2 separate regions of the Xenopus laevis genome follow, and region 1 is linked to region 2. The links are chromatin contacts, called in public Hi-C maps. All regions are on one chromosome and are shown on one strand. Each heading gives the region's core, a stretch centred on a gene start, on an enhancer-like site or on the middle of the called end of the contact. The rest is flanking DNA. Distances are from core to core; before and after follow the strand shown. Region 1 holds the start of txnip.L (thioredoxin interacting protein L homeolog). Region 2 has its middle 30 kb from the start of polr3gl.L.

The links. A called contact is a pair of places that touch in the nucleus more often than the background predicts.
Region 1: a contact with region 2 is called in a Hi-C map of the XL177 cell line, with 5 times the contacts expected there. The contact joins the promoter of txnip.L here to the enhancer-like site in region 2. A contact is called at or near these places in 2 of 4 Hi-C or Micro-C datasets (the XL177 cell line and the XTC cell line).

The regions. Positions count from the first base shown.
Region 1 is chr8L:119,549,354-119,554,125 of Xenopus_laevis_v10.1, reverse strand. It overlaps txnip.L (thioredoxin interacting protein L homeolog), which reads left to right and starts at 2,065. Exons shown (of 8, transcript NM_001093153.1): 1 at 2,065-2,493; 2 at 3,095-3,167; 3 at 3,262-3,409; 4 at 3,828-3,930; 5 at 4,294-4,550. The coding sequence starts at 2,253.
Region 2 is chr8L:119,461,613-119,466,376 of Xenopus_laevis_v10.1, reverse strand. No RefSeq gene overlaps it. Among protein-coding and RNA genes, the nearest start is that of polr3gl.L, 30 kb to the right of the region's middle. Within about 2 kb of position 1,461, at least 1 of the 7 cell types and tissues checked has an H3K27ac peak or open chromatin away from gene starts, as enhancers often do.

The sequences.
Region 1 (4,772 bases), core at 816-3,315, 87 kb before region 2:
GATGGTGTCAAGGGAAGAGGCCTAATCAGACCTGTGACCCATTAACTTCTTTCTCCACCAGCTTACACACTGCCTGAAACACAGGGTCGACTGGGCTGGTGGAACACTGGGTGGGCCCTATCCATTGAGGGCCCCATGGCTCCCAACAACCCAGGTCTGCTCCCTCTTAAAAAGATCTCCCTGCACCAGGAACTGCAGGTGCTGATGTTCCCCTTCCATTGCTGCCGAAAATGAAGAGCAATAAGTGGTGCTCAGTGAGAGGAGGAGGTTGGTTTTGAATGAACTGGAGTGGTCAACTGGGATGGGGTCCCCCAGGTGGCAGCCCTGGTGGGCCCCAGACACCCCACCCAAAAGTGGCATCAGCTGAGGCTGAGGGGGTGGCAAGTAAGGCAGAGAAGCCTACTATGAGACCCGTGACCTAAAATTCCAACTTGCAACCTTAAAAAGGATGGTAACACTTAGGTACTCTCAGGTACTCAAACCTCTGCAGGAATCTACTGTGGGACAACGTATATATTAGTGAAACTGTGGGACAGTCTGTGGAACTGTGGGACAGTTTGTATAGTAGTGGCGAAACTGTGGGACAGTCTGTATAGTAGTGGCGAAACTGTGGGACGTTGCGTATAGTAGTGGTGGAACTGTGGGACGGTGTGTATAGTAGTGGTGGAACTGTGGGACGGTGTGTATAGTAGTGGTGGAACTGTGGGACGGTGAGTATAGTAGTGGTGGAACTGTGGGATGGTGCGTATAATAGTGGTGGAACTGTGGGACGGTGATTATAGTAGTGGCAGAACTGTGGGACGGTGAGTATAGTAGTGGTGGAACTGTGGGATGGTGCGTATAATAGTGGTGGAACTGTGGGACGGTGATTATAGTAGTGGCAGAACTGTGGGACGGTGCGTATAGTAGTGGTGGAACTGTGGGAAGGTGCGTATAGTATTGGAGGACCTATGGGAAGGTGTGTATAGTAGTGGTGGAACTGTGGGACGGTGAGTATAGTAGTGATGGAACTGTGGGACGGTGATTATAGTAGTGGCAGAACTGTGGGACGGTGCGTATAGTAGTGGTGGAACTGTGGGAAGGTGCGTATAGTATTGGAGGACCTATGGGAAGGTGTGTATAGTAGTGGTGGAACTGTGGGACGGTGAGTATAGTAGTGATGGAACTGTGGGACGGTGATTATAGTAGTGGCAGAACTGTGGGACGGTGCGTATAGTAGTGGTGGAACTGTGGGACGGTGCGTATAGTAGTGGTGGAACTGTGGGAAGGTGCTTATAGTAGTGGAGGACCTATGGGAAGGTGCGTATAGTAGTGGAGGACTTATGGGAAGGTGTGTATAGTAGTGGTGGAACTGTGGGAAGGTGCGTATAGTAGTGGAGGACCTAGGTGAGTATAGTAGTGGCGGACCTGAGAGACGGTGTATATACATGTAGTGTAACTGTAGGTGTAGTAGTGTGTCTGTGGGAGATTGTGCATACAAAGCTGTAATTATGTGAATATATAAAGTATCTGGAACCAAGAAATAAAATGTACAGAGCTTAGTTCTGGGAGTAGTTCAGCAGCAGCTCCACATTAGCACGTAGGGCAGCCTTGAGCTCACGGTAACAGGTATTACTGAGTGCAGCTGCACAGAGATTTAATAACGATAGTACTTGTTCCAGTTCCATTATACCGAGGCGCCACACAATACAGGAGTACCCCGTACAGACGGCACTAGGCAGAACAGTAAACAACCCCCCGCAGGCAACGTGCCCAGTCTCGTCACCGTCCCACACACACATCCCGGCCAGCAGCCGCCGTGACAAACAACCTCAGGAATGAGACGCAGGCTCCGCCCCTCCGTTCTCCTTTCTCCAGCTTGGCATGCCGTGTTCACGCGCTGCCTGGCGGCTCCTATTGGCCGGCCGCTCCGTTAACAACATACCGCGGACCAATGAGAACCGTGTGCACGAGGCGAGCATGGGGAAGCTGTCGGCATGCACGAGGTGGGCGGGGCGGGAGCGCAGCAGCGCTGATATAAAGGGCTGATTTCCTGGTCTTGTTTACAACCTGTTAGAGAGGGTGGTGGGACTTGTAACCAGTGCAAGAGCTTTGCAGGGTTGGAACGTTCACACCACTGAATTGAAACTAAAAGCACTTTCTTCCTTGTGTGATCCATATCCAGGGACTATTATTCATTCATTGTCTGTCAGGTTGCACGCAGCAGCCCAACTGTCATTACAAGCATCTTTGGACTATCCCTATTTGCCACCATGGTTGTCTTCAAGAAAGTCAAGTGCTTTGAAGTGTCTTTCACCGACCCCCAGAAGGTTTACTGCGGTGGGGACAAAGTAACGGGCAAAGTCCTGGTGGAGGTGGCGGAGGTGACCCGGGTGACGGCGGTGAGATTGTTGGCGTGCGGGGTGGCCAAGGTATTGTGGTCCCAGAACTGCAAGCAGGAGATGGAGTACCTGAGATACGAGGACACCCTGCAGGTGGACGATCAGACCTTAGGTAAGAAGCAGAATGTGGACCAATGGTGGGAGGGAAAGAATGAGGTTCTGTTAAATGTGAATATTTTCATTTTAATTTGCTTGCCTGATGCTTTTGGGCAGGAAGTGGGTTTGCTGTCCCTTTAAATGTCCCTTTAAACTACAGCAGGACTACATACCCTTTGAGGATGTTCGATTTAATATCCCGTGTTCGCTGTTATGATTCTGGTCATCAAATGCAGCACCCGTGTGCTATGTAACAATCAAATGGACCTGAATAGGGGACTTGGGTGTCAGACATTCCTGGTATGCAGAACCTGCTACTGCCCCAGTCCTACGTTCCCATTGCACTGGCTCATTACTGTATTTGAGAAATATGATGCTTGTGTGAAAACTACAGAGGCTATTAGCAGGACACTGTTGCCATGGTAGGGTTTGTTAGCCGGAACCAAGCTGTTGGATTTTGGCCCAGTATCATAACGGGAGATTAATAGTATCCTGCCCTATTTATAAAGTAGATGTCCTGTTCCTTTCTGTTCAATGTAGTGCTATATACCGTGCTTTTTGTTACTTGAAGAAACCTTACACTGACCTATATCTTAATTTCTATGTCTCTCTAATAGATTCTGATGGATCTGTCCTTATGAGGCCAGGCAACTGCTACGAATACAAATTTGGATTGGAGCTGCCCCAAGGGTAGGTATCCTGCTTTTATAAAAATGTGACTGACGTTTAGCCGCTTGGTACTTGTTAAATAGGAAGTCTTACACAATCCTCTATTTCTTTGCAGTCCTTTGGGGTCAACATTCAAAGGAAAGTATGGTTCTGTCAAGTACTGGGTCAAAGCTTTCCTCGATCGGCCATCCCATCCTCCCCAGGAAGTAAAGAAGTCCTTTCAAGTCGAGGACTCTGTGAACGTTGACACTCCAGATCTCATGGTAACTATATTATTTTATATACTAATGCACGTAGAATGGCAAGACATTATGTATAGGGGGAATCTGAAGGTACATTCTAAAAATATTTTGGTTAAGCCTTCAATACCTTTGGGCATTTTGGGACATTTTAACCCCCAGCCTGTAATGGAAATAAAAGCAAGCCATGGTTTTTATCTCAATACGTTGCAATAAGTGCTTATATTGCTGGTGCTCCAGTAGTAAGTAGTCTTGCATGCTTGGTTTATCTGGAGAGTGATCTCTTGCCCTTTCAGCACTTACAGGTCAGGTTCATTGACAGAGCAGCTAATGGGATTGTAGATTAGCTCCGGGGTCACAGGGTCAAAGCAGTAGCCGTCCGTGTCTATATCTTCAGCAGCTCAATAGAGCATCACTAATCTGGTTTGTTTCTTCCTGGCAGTCACCAGTGTCAGGCAAAAAGTACAAGAAGATGACGTGCATGTTCATTCCTGACGGCCACATCTCTATGAGTGCCTGCATTAACCGCAAGGGATTCTGTGAAGGTAAGGTTCTTTGTTACCTAAAGTTTCTACTTTGTACTTCTGAGGGTTTGAATCTGAAAAGCTAAATACATACTGTTGTATTCATTGTTGTATACTTGTAGACAGTGATTGGCCATGTTTTAGGTGGCAAATAGTCGAAATTCGAGTTCTTAAAGGGCCAAAGTATGATATTGAATACAACTCCCAAGTAGAATTTGACCATTTAATTTTTCAATTCGTTTGCGTAAGGTTTCAAACATACCTATTTAAAACCTAAATGAAATCCGGTCAGACCTGCAGGTAGTTGAAAAGACAAAAGTTGCAGACTAGTTCTTGCATTTAAAAATGGCTGCTCTCTTAACCTGATTTATCCTTCCTTTATAGGTGATGACATCTGCATCTCTGCCGACTTCGAGAACACCTGCTCCCGCATTGTTGTCCCTAAAGCGGCCATTATAGGCAAGCACACCTACCTGGCCAATGGTCAAACCAAAGTCTTCACCCAGAAATTATGCAGTGTGAGAGGCAATCACATCATTTCCGGCATGACAGACTCGTGGAGAGGGAAAAGCATCCGAATACCCAAAATCAAGCCTTCCATCTTGGGATGTAATATCCTGCGGGTTGAATATTCCCTGCTGGTAAGTTTTAGTTAAAATCAAGATCGTTGTTGTAATGTCAGGGGGTGTAACCACAGCAACTCCTATCAGATGTTTGCTTTCATTAGACTATCCGAGGCAAACTGATGGTAACCAGATAAACTGTGATCACCATAACCCACATAGATCTTAGATATACATACTGAAAAAGTCAAAAATGAATAGTAAGGGAAATATTCCTGTTCATTATAGTGATGACTTACC
Region 2 (4,764 bases), core at 212-2,711:
CCGTTGTCTGCTGTATTTTTACGAATCAGCAACTTTTGCATGAACTTCCCAAGTAGCTTGCTGTTCTCAGCAACAGCACAAAAATATATTCACACCACTTATTTACCCATAGGCAGTCGGGAGTCAAAATATGGAACTCCAGCGCCACCTGCTGTACATACAGAGAACGAGCAGGTACTGTGGGCACCCCTGAAACTGTACGTGGGTCAATGCAAGGTATAGACACCTTTATATTCTGTTCATTATGTCAGTGAGTCCAGAGAATCAGAACAGGAGGAAAGAAGAAGAGCTGTGGCTTCACTTCGGCCGATCCATCATCCATGTGTCATATATGGGGCATAAACAGATACTTTTTTTTTTTTAAAGGGGATGTTTCACCTTCAAGCTAACTTTTGGTATGTTATAGAATGGCCAATACGAAGAAACTTTTCCATTGGTCTTCATTATGTATTTTTTAGAGTTTTTGAATTATTTGCCTTCTTCTCCCGACTCTTTCCAGCTTTCAAATGGGGGTCACTGTCCCCATCTAAAAACAAGTGCTCTGTAAGGCTACACATTTATTGTTATTGCTACTTTTTATTACTCATCTTTCTATTCAGGCCTCTCCTATTCATACTCCAGTCTCTTATTCAAATCAATGCAGGGTTGCTAGTGTGATTTGGACCATAGCAACCAGACTGCTGAAACTGCAAACTGGAGAGGCGCTGAATAAAAAGCTAAATAACTCAAAAACCACAAATAATAAAAAATGAAACCCAATTGCAAATTGTCTCAGACTATCACTCTCTACGTCATAGTAAAAGTTAATTTAAAGGCGAACAACCCCTTTACACATACTCGATTCCCATAGTACACAGATACTGGTCAGGATTGGCAGGCACCACATGTACTAAATATCATATGAATATCTGTCCCCACCCTTTTTTTTTGTTACCCGTGAGCCACATTCAAATGTAAAAAGAGTTGGGGAGCAACCAGTCTCGTAACTAAATGTTACTGGGCCCCACAGCAAAATAATTTTAGTGCCCCCAACATATCCAGAGGTTGTTCTGTTTTACTAATATATGCTGAAAATTCTCTTTATTTGGGCCTCATGGGGTCCTCTATACCTTCAGGGTCTGCTTCCTTTGTAGTTACACCGCTGGGAGCAACGCAAACATGAACAAAGTCACTGGGTTTAACAATAAAGGCTGTGATTGGCTGTTTGGTAGCCCCTATGTGGACTGACAGCCTACAGGAGACTCTATTTGGCAGTGCACCTGGTTTTTATACAACTAAAACTTGCCTCCAAGCCTGGAATTCAAATATAAGCTCCTGCTTTGAGGCCACTGGGAGTAACATGTTGCACCTGAGCTACTGGTTGGGGATCACTGCTATAGACTAAGCCAGGGGTCCCCAACCTTTTTTGGCCTAGGGACCGGGGGAGGAGGTCGGGGGGGGCTGGGAGTGCCGGCGTCCTATCCTGGAGCGCCGGTGCCCTATTCTGGAGCGCCGGCATCCTATTCTGGATTTTTTTTTAGCCAGCTGCAAGGAATACAATGAAAGCAAACATCTGATTGGCTGCTATGGGAAACTGCCCATGTGGAAATTTGCCAAGTGTTTATAAATGACCCCCACTATGAATATGGCACCCGCAGTGACAGATGGGCAATCAAGTCAGTACTGCCATAATCATGGAGAACTCAGTTCTACATAAGGATCTCTGTTCACGTCAGGTCTCTGATACTCAGAAAGTCACAGGGATAACAGAATTAAAGGAGAAGCAGAGCTACGGAGGCAGTTTATTGCCAATAGATTAGCTGTAATAGTGCAAGCTAGCATGCTACATTTATTCTGTAGATAGCTTAGGATAGCAGCTGCAGTATTAGCTTGGTGTGACATCACTTCCTGCCTGAGTCTCTCCCTGCTCACTTATAGCTCTGGGCTCAGATTACAGCAGAGAAGGGGGGGGGGGGAAAGAGGAGCAAACTGAGCATGCTCACGCCTGGGGGAAGGAGGTTTAAGCTGAAAACAGGAAGTCTGATACTGAAGCCCATGAGTACACAATAAAAGGAAAGAAATGTGGTGTTTCTTTTGACAGAGGACTCAGAGCAGCATTACTTTGAGGGTTTACTGGTGTATTTATAATTTTTATATAGACCTTTCTGATACTTACTTAATTTTAACCTTTCCTTCTCCTTTAAAGGTGAGGACAGGGTGTGGGATGTTATTTGCCTGGTATTGGGCACTCAGTGTGTAAAAGAAACGGATCCGCACACACACCGATTAGTGCAGTTGGGGATTATCCCCTTTTATTCAGCCATCAAACATCCTGATGAAGGGTGGGTGTTCCCCCCCCCGAAATGTTGATGTTTGGTGGCTGAATAAAAGGGGATAATCCCCAACTGCACTAATCGGTGTGTGTGCGGATCCGTTTCATTTACACATTGGTTGCTAAGGGACCCGGCCGGGTCAACGGAAGGAACGCACCACCAGCTTGCAGGATTGGTGAACTACAGGTGTGCGGTAGGATAATTACATTGTAATCAATATTGGGCACTCAGTGTCATATACCATAAATATCTGTAGGTGGGTAGCCATATGGATTCCTATAAAGTGCATGTTCCTATAAATACAGTATATTGCCAGAGTATTCAAATCTGCCATCATCCTTCAAGAGCCATTGCTTGAGATGTCAGAGGAGAACTATTGCCTCTTTGGGGTTCTTCTTTGGGTTTACAAGGAGCGATTCAGTATGGTCCTAACAAAACACCTTCCAGTACAATTACTAGAGAGTCAGTGGATATAAAGGAAAAGGTGCTGTTGGTTTGGTTGTAATAAGAGTTGCAGGGACATCTAGTGGCTGTTCACAATAAAACAACTTAATTAGGGGTCTTTAAATAGTTCCGATATTTAAATAATCAGTTAATAATGGGCCAGCTGGGTCCTGCCCCAAAGCACTGACAATCAACGGGACACTGTTACAATATGTATTATTACAATTAAAATGAACCCATTGCGTTATAACAACACATCTGAAATACCAGTTATTGTCTGTAAAATACACACACATCCCTTCTGCTCATTTCAGCAAAGCCAGTCCGTAATAGATGAGACATTCTCGCCGATAAGCTCTTCACTTCCTACATTATTATCACAGAATCAAAGAACACTCGGGACACAAGGTATTAATATATGGCAAATACTCAAACATACACGTTTTTACTGTTTTATTATTTCAAAGAAAAAATAAATCATTTTTAAAAGTAGGGATTATAAGGATAAAATGGAGTCTATGGGAGATGGGCCTTCCCATATTTCAGAACTTTCTGGTTAACAGATCCCATAAAAGCCCTATTTACATAGCTTGTGTTGCAGACACAAACACATGATGGGGCAATGTATCATGTGACTTGTACATGGGATGAATGACATTTAAATAGAATATTTATATGGAACATTTATATTCTTTTACATGCAGAGTTAAAGGCAACTAAACAACCTGGAACAAACCAATGTAATGAAGCAATTTTTTTCTGAGCACATTGACAACTGACATTTTTCCCCAAATATGCAAGATTTTAGCAGTTTTCACTACTAATATAATGAATTTGCAGCAGCGCCCCCTGCTGTTCTGTACTGTGCAGAGAGGAGTCTCAGTACTCCTTTAGGCATGGACACTTTCTGCACAGCACAGACAGGGGCTGATTAATAATTATCCTTCTAGATTCCCCAGTCCCATAATAAACCTGCCCCTAATTCTTTGTGTGTGTGTGTGTGTGTATATATATATATAATACACAAAAGCCATGAATATCTTGTAAATTATATACTTATAAACGGTGACTAGTGATGTCATCAGTTATAAACGGTGAGTAGTGATGTCATTTCTGTCACATGACTCACTGAAATTTGTGTATTATAATAAATAAAGTACCCCCAGTTGTAAAATATGAGGATATTAAAAGTTACCTCAGAGTTCCATGACCTGTATAAAAACACTCGGCCTTCGGCCTCGTGTTTTTATATGGTCATGAAACTCCTCGGTAACTTCTAATATCCTTATATTTTACAAGAGGGGGTACTTTATTCACTATATATATATATATATATATATATATATATATATATATATATATATATATATATATATATATATATATATATATATATATATATATATATATATATATATATATAAAATATACTGTATATATTTATATTTATATACAGAAAAGCCATGAATTTCTTGTAAATTATATCCTTATAAACGGTGACTTGTGATGTCATCAGTTATAAACGGTGAGTAGTGGTCATTTCTGTCACATGACTCACTAAAACTTGTGTATTATAATAAATAAAGTACCCCTTGTTGGAAAATATAAGGATATTACAAGTAACCTCGGAGTTCCATGACCTGTATAAAAGCCTTCGGCCTCGTACTTTTATATGGTCATGGAACTCCTTGGTGACTATAATATCCTTATAATACACAAAAGCCATGAACATCTTGTAAATGATATCCTTATAAAGGTGAGTTCTGATGTCATCAGTTATAAACGGTGAGTTCTGATGTTATTTCTGTCACATGACTCACTGAAACTTGTGTATTATAATAAATAAAGTACCCCCATGACTCGGCCTTTGGCCTCGTGTTTTTATATGGTCATGGAACTCCTCAGTAACTTATAATATCCTTATATTTTACAAGAGGGGGTACTTTATTCAATATATATTTTACAATAAGGGGTACTTTATTCATTATTTATATATATATATATATAT